5 separate regions of the Mus musculus genome follow, and regions 2, 3, 4 and 5 are each linked to region 1. A link is a contact called in public Hi-C, HiChIP or PLAC-seq and Micro-C data. All regions are on one chromosome and are shown on one strand. The core of a region is the stretch at or near the end of the contact, and the rest is flanking DNA. Distances in the headings are between cores, read along the strand shown. Region 1 holds the start of Mafb (v-maf musculoaponeurotic fibrosarcoma oncogene family, protein B (avian)). Region 2 holds the start of Plcg1 (phospholipase C, gamma 1). Region 3 has its middle 28 kb from the start of 9130015L21Rik. Region 4 has its middle 70 kb from the start of 9130015L21Rik. Region 5 holds the start of Top1 (topoisomerase (DNA) I).

Evidence for each region. Hi-C and Micro-C count contacts between places; a contact is called where the count stands out from the background. HiChIP or PLAC-seq counts read pairs in DNA pulled down with a chosen protein or histone mark.
Region 2: a contact with region 1 is called in a Micro-C map of embryonic stem cells, with 2.8 times the contacts expected there. The contact joins the promoter of Plcg1 here to the promoter of Mafb in region 1. A contact is called at or near these places in 3 of 39 promoter capture datasets (embryonic stem cells, hippocampal neurons and liver) and 3 of 484 Hi-C or Micro-C datasets (embryonic stem cells and muscle stem cells).
Region 3: an H3K4me3 HiChIP or PLAC-seq map of microglia shows a contact between it and region 1, with 7 times the contacts expected there. The contact joins the enhancer-like site here to the promoter of Mafb in region 1. A contact is called at or near these places in 7 of 39 promoter capture datasets (cancer-associated fibroblasts, embryonic stem cells, epiblast stem cells and 3 more), 10 of 484 Hi-C or Micro-C datasets (the BV-2 cell line, bone marrow-derived macrophages, cerebral cortex and 7 more), 13 of 115 datasets of contacts at active chromatin or transcription factors (bone marrow-derived dendritic cells, bone marrow-derived macrophages, craniofacial prominence and 9 more) and 5 of 9 other capture datasets (adipose tissue, bone marrow-derived macrophages, embryonic stem cells and 2 more).
Region 4: a contact with region 1 is called in a Hi-C map of 3T3-L1-derived adipocytes, with 2.8 times the contacts expected there. The contact joins the enhancer-like site here to the promoter of Mafb in region 1. A contact is called at or near these places in 3 of 39 promoter capture datasets (HPC-7-derived erythroid cells, embryonic stem cells and liver), 1 of 15 datasets of contacts at CTCF or cohesin (the NIH/3T3 cell line), 5 of 484 Hi-C or Micro-C datasets (3T3-L1-derived adipocytes, bone marrow-derived macrophages and nephron progenitors), 7 of 115 datasets of contacts at active chromatin or transcription factors (astrocytes, bone marrow-derived macrophages, craniofacial prominence and 3 more) and 3 of 9 other capture datasets (adipose tissue, liver and pancreatic islet).
Region 5: a contact with region 1 is called in a Micro-C map of embryonic stem cells, with 2.4 times the contacts expected there. The contact joins the promoter of Top1 here to the promoter of Mafb in region 1. A contact is called at or near these places in 3 of 39 promoter capture datasets (embryonic stem cells, hematopoietic stem and progenitor cells and liver), 3 of 484 Hi-C or Micro-C datasets (embryonic stem cells and rod photoreceptor) and 1 of 9 other capture datasets (adipose tissue).

Annotation. Positions count from the first base shown.
Region 1 is chr2:160,365,462-160,368,648 of GRCm38.p6, forward strand. It overlaps Mafb (v-maf musculoaponeurotic fibrosarcoma oncogene family, protein B (avian)), which reads right to left and starts at 1,604. Exons shown (of 1, transcript NM_010658.3): 1 at 1-1,604. The coding sequence starts at 1,215. The coding sequence ends at 244.
Region 2 is chr2:160,729,578-160,732,764 of GRCm38.p6, forward strand. It overlaps Plcg1 (phospholipase C, gamma 1), which reads left to right and starts at 1,733. Exons shown (of 34, transcript NM_021280.3): 1 at 1,733-1,767; 2 at 2,141-2,456. The coding sequence starts at 2,240. It overlaps Gm52567 (a long non-coding RNA gene), which reads right to left and starts at 1,170. Exons shown (of 2, transcript XR_003954082.1): 1 at 129-1,170.
Region 3 is chr2:160,042,692-160,045,878 of GRCm38.p6, forward strand. No RefSeq gene overlaps it. Among named protein-coding and RNA genes, the nearest start is that of 9130015L21Rik, 28 kb to the left of the region's middle. Within about 2 kb of position 1,765, at least 13 of the 459 cell types and tissues checked have an H3K27ac peak or open chromatin away from gene starts, as enhancers often do. A contact at or near this core is called in adipose tissue, microglia and myocytes, where this site is marked.
Region 4 is chr2:160,084,927-160,088,113 of GRCm38.p6, forward strand. No RefSeq gene overlaps it. Among named protein-coding and RNA genes, the nearest start is that of 9130015L21Rik, 70 kb to the left of the region's middle. Within about 2 kb of position 1,630, at least 9 of the 459 cell types and tissues checked have an H3K27ac peak or open chromatin away from gene starts, as enhancers often do. A contact at or near this core is called in 3T3-L1-derived adipocytes, where this site is marked.
Region 5 is chr2:160,644,463-160,647,649 of GRCm38.p6, forward strand. Top1 (topoisomerase (DNA) I) reads left to right here and starts at 1,435. Exons shown (of 21, transcript NM_009408.2): 1 at 1,435-1,800; 2 at 2,146-2,170. The coding sequence starts at 1,768.

The DNA of each region.
Region 1 (3,187 bases), core at 354-2,853:
GGGTTTCTCTAACTCTGCCCAAGTCTAAGAGGCTGCGCCGCCCTGAGCTGCCCTCTTCTTAGCCAAGGTTCTCTGCCCGCCCGTGCTCCCGCCTGACTCCCGCGACCCGCGCGTCCTTCCTCCCTCTAGCTCAAGTCAAACAGGTCAAGGCCGGGGCCATGGCAGGGACAGGGAGTCCAGGGCTAGGGGCGCAGAATAGGGAGTCTGGGCCAGGGCAAGGGCGGGGGCCGGACCCGCCAGGACTCACAGAAAGAACTCAGGAGAGGAGGGGCTGTCGCTGGTGGAGCCCGCCTCCCTGAAGCCGGAGTTGGCGAGTTTCTCGCACTTGACCTTGTAGGCGTCTCTCTCGCGGGCCAGCCGGGACACCTCCTGCTTAAGCTGCTCCACCTGCTGAATGAGCTGCGTCTTCTCGTTCTCCAGGTGATGTTTCTGCTGGACGCGTTTATACCTGCACGACTGGGCGTAGCCCCGGTTCTTCAGGGTCCGCCGCTTCTGCTTCAGGCGGATCACCTCGTCCTTGGTGAAGCCCCGCAGGTGGCGGTTCAGCTCACGCACCGACATGGACACCAGCTGGTCATCAGAGAAGCGGTCCTCCACACTACCGTTGCCGCCCGCAGCCGTCGCCGCGGCTGTTGCGTGCGGTCCCGGCCCCGGGTGGCTAGTGGGTAGCTGTTGCGCGGGACTGGCAGCGCTGGACGGCGGGGGCGACGCTTGGTGATGATGGTGATGGTGCGGGTGAGCGTGCTGGCCCAGGTCATCGTGAGTCACACCTGCTCCTGGGTACCCGTGGTGCGGATGAGGGTGGTGGTGGTGGTGATGGTGGTGCGCACTACGGAAGCCGTCGAAGCTCTGCAGCGGCTGGGGCACTGGGTGCGAACCGATGAGCGCCTCCACCGCGTCCTCGGGCGTCAGGTTGAGTGCCTCGGGGTTCATCTGCTGGTAGTTGCTCGCCATCCAGTACAGGTCCTCGAGATGGGTCTTCGGTTCAGTCGGACTGAAGCTGGGAGAAGAAGGCACGGAGCTGCACGGAGTGCTGAGCGGGGTGGACGACACCGAGCCAGCAGGCTGCAGGCGTGTGCATGGCCGGCCCGGACGCTCCGCGCGCCCCAGGGGCTCCTTCTTCACGTCGAACTTGAGAAGGTCGAAGTCGTTGACGTACTCCATGGCCAGCGGGCTGGTGGGCAGCTCTTGCCCCATGCTCAGCTCCGCGGCCATCGCTAAAAGCGAGGCTCAGCCGCCGCTGCCGCGGGGAAAACTTTGCGGCCGGCCGGGACGCGCCGAGCCAAACGCGGGGGCGAAGAGCGGCAAGCCGGGGAGGCGGGGAGCCGAGGGCGCAGCGGGCCGGGGCCGCCGGCCAAGCCTTTGTCTGGGGACGCGGCGGCGCGCCGGAGAGTCCTCCCGAGGCTGCCTGAGCTGCCCCGGAGCTTGGGGCTGCGAGCGCGCCGGGAACGAGTCAGGTCGAGCCGGGGCAGGGTAGAGAAGCCGGCGAGGTGCGCGCAGGGGCAGAGGGGAGGCGCGGGGCAAGCGCCCGCCGCTCGCTCTCCGACTCTTTGGCTCTAGGGCTTTCTTGCTTGCAGCCGCTCGCAGCCCGGCGGTGCAGCTGTGCAGGAGCTGGCGCCGCCGCCGCCTTTTATCGCTTCCTGATGTCACTGGAGCGCGGGGGCCCAAGCGGCCCGGCGTGTTGGCCAATGGCTGCACGGCCCCCGCGGCCCAGCGACGCTGGGCGGGGCGTGCCTGACAGCTCCCCCGCCCCCCCGCGTCAGCTGACTGGAGACCGGAGGAGCCCCGAAGCCGTTGAGGCCTGGAGGAGGGCTGGAGCCGAGTGGGACGGACCGCCTGGTCCCAACCCCCAACACCCTCTGAGTCGAGGTTCCCGCACGCTTGCCTTCAGTGCGCGCCCCACTTCTGGACCAAGCCGCCGTTCCCACCCCGCTGTCTGCACTCACGCCTCCCTACATACTCTTTACACTCCCACCCTCGGCCCGTGTCACCCCCAAGTAGGCTCAGAATAAGCGCCCGGGATGTCGCTTCCCTGGCCCTTTGTTCCCAAGCGGCCCCCGCCCAGTGGGCGACGCTCCGTGTGTCCTCGGCGCCGCGGGCCGAGTGAATGTGTGTGGTGCGTGCCTGTGTTTCGGTAGCTCTGTCTGCGCTAATGTATGCGGTGGGGGAGGGCGGGGTTGGGGCTCCAAGAGTTCTGTTCAGATCTAACTCTTAACCTCTAGGAAGGTTCCTCGGGCCAAGAGACGCTGTTCCTCTCTTAGCCGGTTCAGTGATTGAGCTCAGAAGACAGAGCTCCAGTGGTCTCGCAGCTCCGTGCATTCGCCACCCCCCCACACACACCCCCAAACGCTCCCAAAGAAGATAAACAAACAAACAGAGTTGGCCCAAAGGCTCTGAATACCTTTCACTTGCCAGTCGTGTGGAAACCTTACAACTCCGAGGCTCAGAGCCGAGACCAACACCGGTCTGTGCACTCAGTGGCTCTGGGATGCTGGGGAACCCGGCCCTGTTTTTGTCTGAACGTTTTGTAAGGATTAAGCTGATCCAAGCTTCTGACGGCTGCAAGGAGATTCAAACAGGCATAAAGTGCGACCCCAAGTGGCCACGGTGCGCAACGGCGCCCTGAACCGGTTTGTTCTTTGCGGGAGGGAAGGCTTGGATGGCGTCTCGGACCCGTGCAGGTCCAGCTAACTGATCCGGCCAAGCCAGGCCTGAACGCAGGCTGTGTGCGGCCTGAAAGCCAGGGCAGACTCCTCTGGAACTATGCACAGGCCCTCCGACCCCATCTTTGGACTCAACCACTAACCCTCTCTGCTCACCTTTTCTGAAATTCCATATGCAAGCCTTCCAGGTGTGCTTGTGGGCTACTCCTCTCAGGAAAGGTCCTGAGCTGGGAAGATCAGTATTCTAAACTGAAAACGCCAGGTGACGAAGGTTCAGGGCTACCGGATGAGAAACTTCTCCGGAACGCAGACGGGAGGAGGAAGGCAGAACACTGGGCTTTCAGACAGGGCTGTTGGGCGCCGACAGAGACTCCCTGCCCTGGGCCAGAAGGGCAGGAAATGTGGGACTTTCCTCAGACCCCGACCCCGACCCCAAAAGTGAATAGATGTCGAATTCGCTGGATCCGGAGATCCGACCCGGCTCCCACGTCGCTTTTTGCTTCCCAGCTCAGGACGCGGAAAGA
Region 2 (3,187 bases), core at 483-2,982, 360 kb after region 1:
GCCAGACCAGGCAGGCAGGGAAAGGCCCTGTTCAGCTCCATCTGCCCTCTCTGTCTAATCATCCTGGCTGGCCATTCCCCTCCACTGAGTAAAAACCCCAGGGCCTTTGCACATGCTGTTATTCATACCTGGAAAGTACTTTCCTCCAGCCTTCCCTTCAAAATACATATGTCCATCTCTTTACACCATTTGGCCTCTCTTGAAGTCCTACAGACATAAGACACAGCTCCTCTTACTTAATGATTGGCCAGCTAGCCAATGGCCACCAGGATTACCTCTCACCCAGTGGGCTCTCTTGTGGAACACAGACACTCAGCTTCCCACTTATTACATAGCCTGACTTCAAGTCACGGGGCTCTGAAACCTTGATTAGAAGATAATTAGGATCATGAGTTGTGCAAGCCAACCTCAAGTCCAGTTTCCGCCTACATCAGAGGCCTGTCACTAGGTGGCAGTCAGTCTATCTCAACTCCCCAGTCCCTCAGGACAAAGTTCCTCAGTGGTATACAGAATTCGGACGTTCTTGAGACCACCCTCAAGGGAAATAGCGCATCTGTCACTATTTGCCTGGCAAAGCGAAGGTGGCCCAGGTGGGTGGGTTGTCCAAACCCATACATCACAAATTCTAGTCTCAGGAATCCCAGGGGAGCTTTCCTGCAAGGGGATGTTGTGTGGGACTTCTCACCTCTGAAATGCAGATGCTGTCCAGAGCTGCAGGGTAGCTGTCCAACTAACTGTCTGCTCATCATTGGCCAGACGGCAGGATCAAGGGATGCCCTCGGGTTTACCCGTGCTGTTCAGAGAACGGCTTTTGGAAGATTGATTTTAAGTTATTTAACAGTCACAGACAGGTGTCATGTCTGGAGAATAGAGGCAAAGTCCGCGGTGAGGGATGAAGCAGGAGAGATAGGGGAAGGCAAGACAGGACTGCTGGGCCACGAAGCTGTGCTGATTTGAAGCACAGTGGGAATTCACGTACGCAATTTCAAAGGCTTTAGTGGTAAATTCTGAAGCTCAGATGCAGGCAAGACCCAAGAGGATAGTGTACACAGAGAGAAGAGGGGTCCTCAGGATCGTGCGTAGAGTGGAGAGAGCCCCAAAGGCAGGAGGGAAGAGCCTCAGTGGATTACTTAGGGATGAGGGAGAGAAGAAAAAAGGTTCTTGCAAGGTGTGGGGTCTTCCAAATTCAGGAGTTCACTGCCATATAGAGAAGGTGTAGCGGGTGAAAGGGGCCATGTGATGAGGATGGCAAGCAAGGCTGTGGCGCAGATGACGAGATGCCTGGGTCGGGAGGTCAGGGGAGACCCAGGATTGGGGTCACCTGTGTCTGCGCAGAGGGGAAGCCACCCTGCAACTGGCCCAGCACTGAGTCCAGAGGAAAATGAGGCAGAGGACAAACCAGAGCTTCGGAGACTAAGTGCAGGTAGGGCGCGGGCGGAGCGTGAGGAGGGCAGCGGACCACGCGAGAGGCCTCGAAGGCCACCGGACCCGCGTCCGAGAGTCTGAGGGCCCTGCCCACACCTGCGTGGCCCCCTCCCCAGAGGCCACACTCCAAGGCCACCCTAGAACCCGTCTGTCTGCTCAAGCCCTTGCAAAAGACGTCTGCGCAGAGGGGGCGTGGCAGGCGTGCTGTCACTCACGGCCTGTTAGCCAATCCACGAGTGCGCCCCTCCCCGGAGAGGGTGCGCGGAGGGCCCGCCCCCGCCGCCACCGCGGGTGTGAGGAGGCCAGGCTGGCGCGGCTCCCTCCGCCCGGCAGCCTTGCCAGGTAACCGGGTTCGGCGGGAGGGCTGGGGGTCGCGCAGCCCCCTCGCTCCCTGGGAGGCGTGCACACTGCCGCGGCGGGTCCCGTGTGGGCCGGAGGCCCGTGCGCGCGTCGGACCGACGGGCCGCAGCCTGTGGGCGGGGTTGCGTGCGTGACGGGCGGCCGTGCCCCGCGTTGTGTCAGGCCTGCGCGGGGAAAGCTCGGCCGAACCGAGGTGTCCAGGTCCGCCCGCTGCGGCCTGCCCCGGGTTGCGGGGCGCAGGCGCGGCGGTGGGCGGGGGTCGTCCCCAGGAGCGTCTTTGTTCCCGGCGCGCTGAGGGCGGAGCCTCACCCCGCCCCGCCCCCGCGCTCAGTCCCCGCCCCGCGTCCGCCCGCAGGAGCTGCCACCGGGTCCCGCTCGCCTCCCCGGCCGCCGCCACCGCCTCCGCCTCCGCCGCTCCGGGCCCGCCGGCTTGCGTCGCCGAGGTCGCTGCAGCATGGCGGGCGTCGCGACCCCCTGCGCCAACGGCTGCGGGCCTGGCGCACCCTCCGAAGCCGAGGTGCTGCACCTCTGCCGCAGCCTCGAGGTGGGCACCGTCATGACTTTGTTCTACTCCAAGAAGTCGCAGCGGCCAGAACGGAAGACCTTCCAGGTCAAGTTGGAGACGCGCCAGATCACATGGAGCCGCGGCGCGGACAAAATCGAGGGGTCCAGTAAGTGCGCCCCACTCCGGCCTGCCTCGCGCCTGCCCGCCTCCCAAACACTTGGGCAAACTTTCGGGCCTCGCGCCTGGCGCCCCGTCTCCGCCCAGTCCCTGGTGGTCACTCTGGGGCGGGTGGAGGGGGGCATCCGGGTCTTGGATCACCTGATAGGACACCCCCTCCCCCAGTAGGGGGGGAGTGTTCCAGGCACTTTGCCCTGAGGCCTAAGAGTCCTCACTGGTTGGACAAGTGGAGTGGGATTCCGGCCCTTAGCATCGGGCGGCTGTCAGTGGCTGTGAGGGGAAGCCAAGACAGGGACCCCCTCATCCAACCTGAGAACCTGGGGAACCGACAAGATCTTCCTGCCCACTGCCATTTCTCCAGAGTGTGCTGTCTGTGAAAACTCCTAAGAGCTCCGGGATGGGCTTATTGGCGCAAGAACCTTTGGAATCCTCATGTAGAACTTAGGCAGATGTTGGGGTAGGGCTGGTTGTGGAGCAGAGCGGGCCTACTCATCTCCCTCTTCTTTGGGAGGATGGGGTATGAAAGCTAAAACCGTGACTGCTTCCCCCTCCCCATGTCCCGTGGATGGTTTTTTTTTTTTTTTTTTTTTTTGCCCCAGATCTGAATTTTGGAGGTCCATGGTGCTAGGCAGCCATCCAAAGCTAGAGCCAGGGCTCCTTTGCCCTTGCAGCATATAACAAGGAGCTTGCATTCAGAAAGGTTCCCTGGCCTTGGGTTTT
Region 3 (3,187 bases), core at 515-3,014, 320 kb before region 1:
TTTCCTTAACTAAGTTGTTTCTGTCTCCTATTTTGTCATTGCTATAAGGAAAGAAACTAATACTCAGAGTGAAGGGCAGATTTAAGAGTAAGGGAGGAGAGGGGTAAATTAGCCTCCTTACTTACTGAGGATATAAAACCAGCATATCTCAGTACAGTTTAGAGGCCAGCTGTGTCTATAAGTCTGCTTCTCAACAGGGAAGGAAGTAGAATTATCTTCCTTATATTTTCAGACATGTGTTAAATGCATTTAAAATACTGTTTGACAATTCCTTTTAAATTTTCAACATTTTCTCCTGTCACCTCAAATCAAAGCCTAGAGGACCTCATGAGCCATTTCTAGAACTTAAAAGAAACAAAGAGAGAGAGAGAGAGAGAGAGAGAGAGAGAGAGAGAGAGAGAGAGAGGAGGAAGGAAAGAAGGAAGGAAGGAAGGAAGGAAGGAAGGAAGGAAGGAAGGAAGGAAGGAAGGAAGGAAGGAATGAAGGAAGGAAGGAGGGAGGGAGGGAGGGAGGGAGGGACGGAGGGAGGGAGGGAGGGAGGGAGGGAGGGAGGGAGGGAGGGAGGGAGAAAAGAAAGGAAAGGAAAGGAAAGGAAAGGAAAGGAAAGGAAAGGAAAGGAAAGGAAAGGAAAGGAAAGGAAAGGAAAGGAAAGGAAAGGAAAGGAAAGGAAAAAGTTACTGTCTTGGTTACTTAGTTACTGCTCTATTGCTCTGAAGAGATAACCATTACCAAGGCACTTATAAAAGGAGCTTGCTTACAGTTTCAGAAGGCTAACAGCAAGCAGGCAGGCATAGCAATGGAGCAGTAGCTGAGAACTTATATCCTGGCAAGCACCCTTGAAAGCTCAAAGCCTCTCCCTACTGACACACCTCCTCCTACAAGGCCACTCTCCCAATACTCCCTAAGCAGTTCCAACAACTGGACACAAAACACTCAAATCCATAAGCCTATCGGGGCCACTCTCCTTCAAACCCCAACATTCACCCAATCATTTTCAGTTTAGGGGTGTGGCACCCTTGTTGGAAAGGTGCAAAGGTGACTGGAAAGTCAAGACAGTAACTTCAATCCCCCGAGCCTGACATAAATGAGAGCTGACATGAAGTCCACAAAAAGAAGTCAGGCCAAGGCCTCCTACTGTTTACACGTTTTCCCACCCTGCTTTCTACTCTTGCCTTCTTCCCATGGTATCTTGGCCTGAAATCTTCTGTGGTAGTGGTCACACTTGAAAGTCTAGATATTCTCATGTTTTTATCTTAACCAAAAATAACTTTATTGGTTAAGTAAACAATTGTCTGTTTGCACATTAGTTTATATATCAGAGACCTAAACTAGCCTGCTAACAAGTTCCTACACAGATGACACACTTAGACTAAGTTAGCAAAGTAGGGAACACTCCCTGTGCAGGCTATTGTAATTTTAATCTATCTTTAAAAAGAACCACTGATTTCCGTTCTAAGCATCCCGTTCCAGCTTTTCCAACCTTCCATCTTGGACTCTAAGCTGTCCTTGCCCTGAGAAGGTAGGTCACCCTGGATACAGTTCTTTCTCCGCTAGATACAGCAACCCCTGCTCCAAGAGTCTGGGCATCAGTGGCCACACCAGCAATGTTGGAGCCTCTGGATGGTTGGGCTCTGCCTCAGGCCTGCTTTGCACTTGGGCTCTGTTTTTAGAACTGAAGCCCCAGCCTGACCTCCAATCCACTTGGCTGGGCCTCAAACACCTGTTCAGCCTACACATTGGTGCCATTCTCTAAGTGAGGCGACCTGCCTAGAACCTGACCCTGTGTGACTGATTACCCCCTTGTAGGACACTCCACTGTCATCTGTGGAACCCAGATCAGATCCTTGTAGATTTATTTTCCAGACTGGCAAGAGGTGTGGTCACTTGTCCCTGTTTTTTTAGCACCTAAATACAAGCCCTGTCCTGTCTTGACTTCCCCCATTTCTTTTACACGGAGTCTCCGAATTCATAACCTGGGCTTTTTAAGGCATTGGGGAGGGGAGAGATCTGAGAAATCTAAACTCTGCAGTCTGTAAATGAGGAACTATGGCTCAGGGAGGGGAAGCACATTCCCCCTCGTCACACCCAGAGCATGTAACAGATGTGAGGTACAAGCCTAGTGACTGAGCAGCAAGTGGCCAGGAATCTGGTCAGAATGCCAGGGTTGGGGCCTCTCTCTGGCTGTCCTTTCACCGTCTACAGAGACATTTCTTTCTGGGACCACACATTTAGCAGGTGATTTCTTTTTATAAAAGTAGCCAAGTTCTTCTATTTTAAAAAAGATCCACCTCCTCTTTCAGCATCCAGGAATGGTCAGGGTGTTATGGTCTGTTGGTAGCTTGTGATGGATGGATGAGAAGAGCCATGGCATGAGGAAAGAGTTGGTGCTTCTCTCTCCCTCCATTTTCTGTGACTTGGGAAAAGAAGGTTTAGAACCAAAGGTTCCAAACAGTTATCAATTCAGCACACCTTCCTGGCTCTTTGACAAAACCTACTTATTGATTCAGTGAGCTATTTGGATTATCAGTAAGAGTCCTTACAGCCATATCCTGAATGGTGTACAGACAGATGGACAAACATGTGTAGTACCTGACCATGGAAATGTGTACTTAGTGTAATTTGGCATGTATTCTATATGGTTGGGGAGGGGGACGTCTTTCCTTATTCTCTTCTGTGCTGCTGGAGCCTCTACCTGGACGTTTCCATACATGACCAAATTCTGAAGTAAGAAATTAGCCCAGGGTTGAAGTCGTCTTGAATTCCATCTCCTTTATCCTCCATCTACTGGCATGTAGTTTCTGATTGAGCAGATGAAGTCTACAGACTACCCCTTCCATTTGGCAAACAAACAACTCTGTCCTGATTTACACACACACACACACACAAACACACACACACACACACACACACACACACACACACACACACACATCACCATAAGCTAGACCAGAAATATGCAAGTGCTTCGCACATCACAAAAGCATTTAAATCTCCTTTTGAATGCACACTGCAGATCCTTTAGACTCAATGGAGCCTGGGCAGTTTCAATATAGATGGACAACTGCATGCCTCAATCTCAGATGTTCAATCTCCCTCACATGAGAGCAAAGGTACTGCCAGATCCAGAGAGATCTTAAGATTCATAAAATAGTGAACCTTTATTTAAAAAGACTTTTCATAAACAACA
Region 4 (3,187 bases), core at 380-2,879, 280 kb before region 1:
CTGCCAGTTCCTGGGTGCAAGGCAGTCTGTTTTACGAACTTCAGGATCTTGTGCAAAGCATTCCAGTACTGTTAGCCCTCGGGTTTCTTAGAAGTTTCACTGACCACAATCTTCTTTACACCAAGTCACGTTCCTTGGTAAAATGATTCAGAATAATTCTTCTCTTTTTTTTTTTTTTTTTTTTTTTACAAGTTAATGGCCAATTAGGAGAAAAGATCCAGGGTCATAGTGAGGAAGTCACTATGCCATTTGAACATCTTAAGAAAACCACGTTTAGTTTCTAAAAAGCTTTGACTTTCTTCACATTACGGGTGTGGCTGGGGGTGGGGGTGGGGAAGGGGTATGTTTGGAAACTGCCCTATGTGCGAATTTCGATATCAAAGATCTCACTCCACGAAAGCCATGCAATGCCCTCCGCATAAAAGAGAACACCATACAATGGACCCTCTGGGCTTCTGCCTTTTGCCATCATCCGCCCGTGTAACTCGACATTAGAATCTCTTTGCCTCCACTGCTCTGTCCCTGGCTGTAGGGCAGAAATCTGAATCATTTCCACTTCCTCACATCAGCATCCAGAAAGACTAGCTCCCAACTGGCCTGACGCTTGATGTCTTCTCTGGGAAGGGAAGATAACGGGAAATGCCACAGCTGTCGAGATTTGCCCAATTGTCTAGGTGCGGCTTGTAGAAAATATGAGAGAAAGAAAATATAAAATTTCTTTCAAGATTTTGGATCTTCTTAGTGTCTCTGGGACTTGAGATCCCTTGGAATTTCACTTCCTGTCTCTCTGGTTCTGTCAGAGAAGCAATATACAAAGACAAAAGGCTCTCGGGGAAACAGGTTTTGACTCATGTATCCATCCTGCCACTTCCCAGGAACATCTAGAGCGCTCCTGATCATAATCAGAAGAACACATTCAAAACATCAGTTCTTCACTGCTTCCAGTCTGGTAGGAGAGGAGGAATGTAGGAAAGGGTCTTAAAACATACTATGAAATTAACCTTTCGACAGCACGTGTAATAAATAGACAGAGATAGAAATTTCTTAAGGGTATTTGGAAGACTGGGTAGGTGTAGATGTTTGAGACGTTCTATAGAAACAACTATTATCTAATTCTAAACAGAAGAAAGTAGCAAAAGCTTATTTCCTACTTAAGCAATGATTAGTTCTGATGTTTCTAGCCAGAAAGCCCTGCTGGTGGCTTCTCATTACACAATGACTGTAGCCTGGGCCAAATCAGAATTTCCCTAGAAACTCAGAATTCCTCTGGGTCTTCAGTGCATCTCCTTCACAATGACTAACCGCACAGAAGAGAAATCTCCCGAGAGATTTTAGAAGTTAGCCAAGAATGGCTTTGCATCACCACTGTCCTCAGTGCACCACCCAAAGGCTGTCTCACACGGCTTCACTAACTACCAAGGAGGTTGTTTCTCTGTATTCTTGGGGGCTTTATACACCCCTGGTGTTTATGGCTATAGCAGGGTCAATCAAGGAGCCAGAGAAAGGCATTTCACAAGAAAGGCATGGGAGCTCGCTTTGTAAACGCAGAGCCCTTCAAGAAGATCCTATCTAGAAATAAGGGATGGAAATAAAAGCAGAGCTAAGATTTTCTGAGAAATAGTTAAGTTCACCAGAAGCACAGGCTGGGAAGTTCCACTCAGGCCAGCTCTTGCCTAAAGAGTAAACACGCATGGCCTCTAGTCACCCCAAAGCATCATGAGATCTATTATAAACACAAGCTGCTCTTTCCCTTTTGTTTATATACCCTATGTTTGTCCATAAACCCGGGGTGGGGGGCAATGACTTAAAGATTTTTAGGGGATCACAGGACTTAATCCTAAATGCAGGTCTAACCATGTATATGGATGTCATATTGTCTGCTGTCTGGGATTCAAAATATAAAGTACCCAGGTCATGTGTCAGAAGTACAAGTGGGTGGCACATTGATCTTCAATGTTGTGTATTTTGTGACCAGAAAGTCATTGTCTGAGACAGAAGTCAGGGGCTCTTCAGAACTCACACTTCAGGGGAAAATGCAAATCATAGCCAATGTGTCCTCTCACTCATTCTGTAGGGTTTGAGGTCAGATAGGCTCAATGCCTCTAACTCATAGTTTTCAAAAAGCATACACATTTTAATTTAAATCATTACTGACTAATATCTCTTAACAATACAAGTTTATAATAAATAGTAAACTTTTATATAATATAGAAGATTACCAAAAATGTAGACAAAATTTCAGTAGTCCAAAAAAAATTAGCATTGAACAGATTTTTCCAGCTTTCTCTTCATGCAAATACAATAAAAGAAAGAGAGGAGAGAGAGAAGGAATAGAAGTAAAGAAGTGAGATCTCTGCCAAGTAATACACTGGGTGAGTTTGCTATCCTAGCTCGTCCTCTTCTCTTTCTTTACCTATTGGCTACAGCGAAACACGAAAGTTTCTTTAACCCTCTCATTCCTTCCAGGATATGCTGCCCCAGAGCCACCCCCAGACCCAGAGCAACAAGACCAATGGATCATGGACTGAAATGTCTGTAAAGAGGTGAGAAGGAGGGGACTACATTACCTGGTAACTATAATTAACATCTTGGCATAGCATCTTTATGAACTTTGATACTTTTACTAAGAACGATAATACGCATTGAGAATTTAAAAAGCTTCAAGGAAATCCCTACATGTTAATGAGATTTGCTTTCACCTAAAATTCCCACTGGGGTCCTTGGGCCCTTGGCCACTTCTCAGTTTGTTGAAATCTCTTCCTTGATCAAACATGTACTGGGGGCCTACCACACGCCAAAACACTTAGCGCTGAGGGGTTAAGAATGAGAAAGGCTGACATGGACCCCATCTCCATGGTGATAACTCACATAGGTGGTCTCTGGAGGTAGAGTTCTCTGTCCCAGGATTCTGCTTTCTTGGTTAGAGTTAAGGTCCGAGGAACTGCAAACCTATCAACTCTTCAGGTTATTCAAATTCACTATCAACCTTAAGAATCACTGTGGAGTAAAGCTTTGCTGTCACAAAAAGATGGGGAAAAGTTGTAGCAGGTGTAGACAACTCCTCCCAAGTCAGAAATCTAAAGATCAGGTAAAGAGAGAGCTGGAAATGGCCTACTGTGGTTTGGTTAAATACCCCCAAAGCCCACATAGTAAAAGTTTGGACAACTGCCTGTGGTATTTAGACTGG
Region 5 (3,187 bases), core at 185-2,684, 280 kb after region 1:
TTGATTGGACTCTTCTGTCAGAGGACCTGTTGATTCCTGGGGGCTAAGTGCTGAACAAGATGGAGAGGTCCTAACCCTCACTGACCTCGAATTATATAAAGGAGACAGAAAAGAAGTCACTAGCTCCCATATGGGTAACTTAACAACTGTGATAACTGTTATAAAGGAGAGAGGCACATGGGTACAGCATGCGGAAAGGGGCGTGCAGCACTTCAAGCTTGGTTTTTCGGGACAGTTTCTCTAAGTAGCCCTGGTTGTCCTGGAACTCACTCTGTAGATCAGGCTGGCCTCGAACTCAGAAATCCGCCTGCCTCTGCCTCTCAACTGTTGGGATTAAAGGCGTATGCCACCACTGCCCAGCTGGCTTGAGTTTTGAAATATTCACAAGAATTAACCCTAAGTGTTTATCACTCAATGTTTATGAACATTTTCCGAATTTATTTATATGGGGGATTGAGCCAGACTGGAGATGAATTCAGCCTGGGATGTTCTTGCAAATCCAATTGCTAATGTCATTAATCCCTCAAGACAGTTTGATAGTGGTCGATGGTCCACACCCAGGACTGTGAGGAGTCAGGGCAGACCTTATAGTATGGTGTTCCCTAAATAAAGTTCTCTCAGGGTACAGTCCTGGTTAGAACCAGGATCCATTTACCTGGGGGTCCAATTCCCTTTGATTTGGAATATTAGCCCTCTCACATCAAACTAATTCCTGTCTCACAGTAGGCGCTTAATAAATGTTTATAAAAAGAACAAATGCAGTAGGGTACTTGTGACACAGGGCTACATGACTGTAAACTGGAGCTAAACCTGACTGAAAAATTAAAATAATTTTTAAAAATGGGTGTGAAGTGCTGGGCGGTGGTGGCGCACGCCTTCAATCCCAGCACGTGGGAGGCAGAGGCAGGAGGATTTCTGAGTTCGAGGCCAGCCTGGTCTACTGAGTGAGTTCCAGGACAGTCAGGGCTACACAGAGAAACCCTGTCTCGAACACCCCCCCCTACAAAAAAAAAGAATAAATAATAAATAAATGGATGTGAAGTATTCCAGAAGTCTGGACAAAGGCTGTGAGGAGACTCCAGCTAAATGCCTTACGGCTGCTGGTGAACTAAGATCGGGGCAGCCAAGGTACGTGCGGATCAAACTTGTCTGGCTCTAGAGATGCAGAAGCTGGAGACACGGTCCCTGGCCAGCTTAGCTGGGTCCCGCCGCGGCCTTTAAAGGCCTACCACGTGGCCGCCCGGGTGTCCAAGGTCCAGAGGCGGTGTCCACGCTGCGCCTGCGTGCTGCTAGAGCCGGTGTCCCGCCTCTGAGAACGCCAGTCCCGTAGCAAGGCAGAAAGCAGAGAGTGGGCGGAGTTAAGTCCGTATGCTAATAAAGGGGCGGAACTTGCGAGGCAAAACCGGCTCTGTCTCCCGGACCTCTAAGAGACCCGCCGCAACCCTCAGCCTCTTTCCACGAGCGCTGACGTCGACGACGACGTCCCATTTAAAAGCGGCCGCGCAGGCGCAGTGAGGGGAAATGCGAACTTAGGCTGTTACACAACTGCTGGGGTCTGTTCTCGCTGTCCGCCCGCCCGGCAGTCTGTCAGTCGCGTCGCTACCGCCGCTGCCTCCTCCACTGTCCCGGGAGTCTCGGGCCGGTGGCTGCTGTCGCCGTCTGTTCGTGCTTCTCAGGAGCTTCGTCCGCCCGTTCAGGCCGTCCCTGCCGTCCGCCTCTCTTCCCCCGCGCTGCCTCTGAGCCCGCAGCGTTCGCACGCCGGCCGACATGAGCGGGGACCATCTCCACAACGATTCCCAGGTGCGACCAGCCGGCCCCCGACTCGTCCCCAGCTGCTCGGGCCCGGGCCGGCTCCGGCCCCGGCCAGGGCCCCGGTCCCAGCCCCAGCCGGCCGCGCCGGGTTGACAGGCCCGAGTCTGCGATGAGGGGCGGCCGGTTGGAGTCGCTTGGATGGCCGGGTCCCGGGCGGAGCCGTCAAGTTGGAGTTTGGTGGGGGGATGGCAGCCCCGGGTAGGCCATTCGCGGGCCTCTGGGTTCCGGGGCGCCGGGTGGGCCCGAGCCCCGGCCCCCGGCCGCGCGCTCTCGTCCGCCGCCCCGGGGCTTCATGTGCCGGTTGTTTCATCTTCCCTCCTTTTCTTTCCTCAGATCGAAGCGGATTTCCGATTGAATGGTGAGTGTGCCCCCCGCCCCGCCCCAAGTGTCCCCACACGCCGCTGCCTGCCTCCCCCGCGCCGGGCCGGAGCCGGGCAGAGGACAGACATGGCGTCCCAGAGACTAAGTCCCGGCTCCTCGCTCACCGGCCCCATTGTTCCCATCGGGCCGCCTCTGGACCCCCTTTCCCGGGGTCTCAGCACCCCCAGATCACGGCCTTCTCCAGAGGGGGCACCGGAGACCCCGCGTCGACCGTCGCTGGGTCTCGGGCGGCCTTTCTCCGCCGGGATTCTTCCCGGGAAAGTCGCCTTGTCGACGGTCGGGACTTAGTCTCTGCGCCATTTTCTTTTTCTCTCTCCTCTCCTTTCTGTGCCTGTGTCTTTCTCTCCCTCCCTCAGCTCCTTCCTTGAGCTGTCCAGAAAGAGCTTTCTGCAGAGCAGAGCCATATAAATCACAGACCTCACCAAAGAAGGAAGGCTTAGGGACGGAATTATCTTTTATTTTTTCTTAATAGAACTTTATTTTGGAAGTTACTTGCTTTCTGCTTCATGTTTGCTTGCTTTCTTCTTCTTTTTTAATTTTTGTGATTCCAGAACGAAAGATTCCCTTAGGCAGCTAAGGGTTTTATGGGTTTTTTTTGTTTCTTTTGTTTTTTGTTTTTAGTCCTTTTATTTTTTAAATGGTGAGATGTTTATAATAGCAGTTACAGTTCTTGAAACTAAAGCCATCTTTTGTGGAGTTCTTTGTATTTTGGGATTGTTTTCCCAAGTTGTGCTGTTTGCAAAGATAACTCCCTTTAAAAAAGTTTTCAGGTTGTCTGTGTGTCATCTAGTGTGAGTGTTGGACTTGAGCATATATTCTTTAAAAAAAATTAAAAGTATTAGTGACCAGAACTTCCTATTGTGGCAAGGTAGAGTTTTTTGTTTTTTGGGTTATTTTTGAGACACAGTTTATTGTGCTTGTTCCGAAAGGTTGCTGAATTGCTCATTTAGACATGGTGTGCTGGCCTTTTCTTTGGGGTCATAGGGAGTTTTAA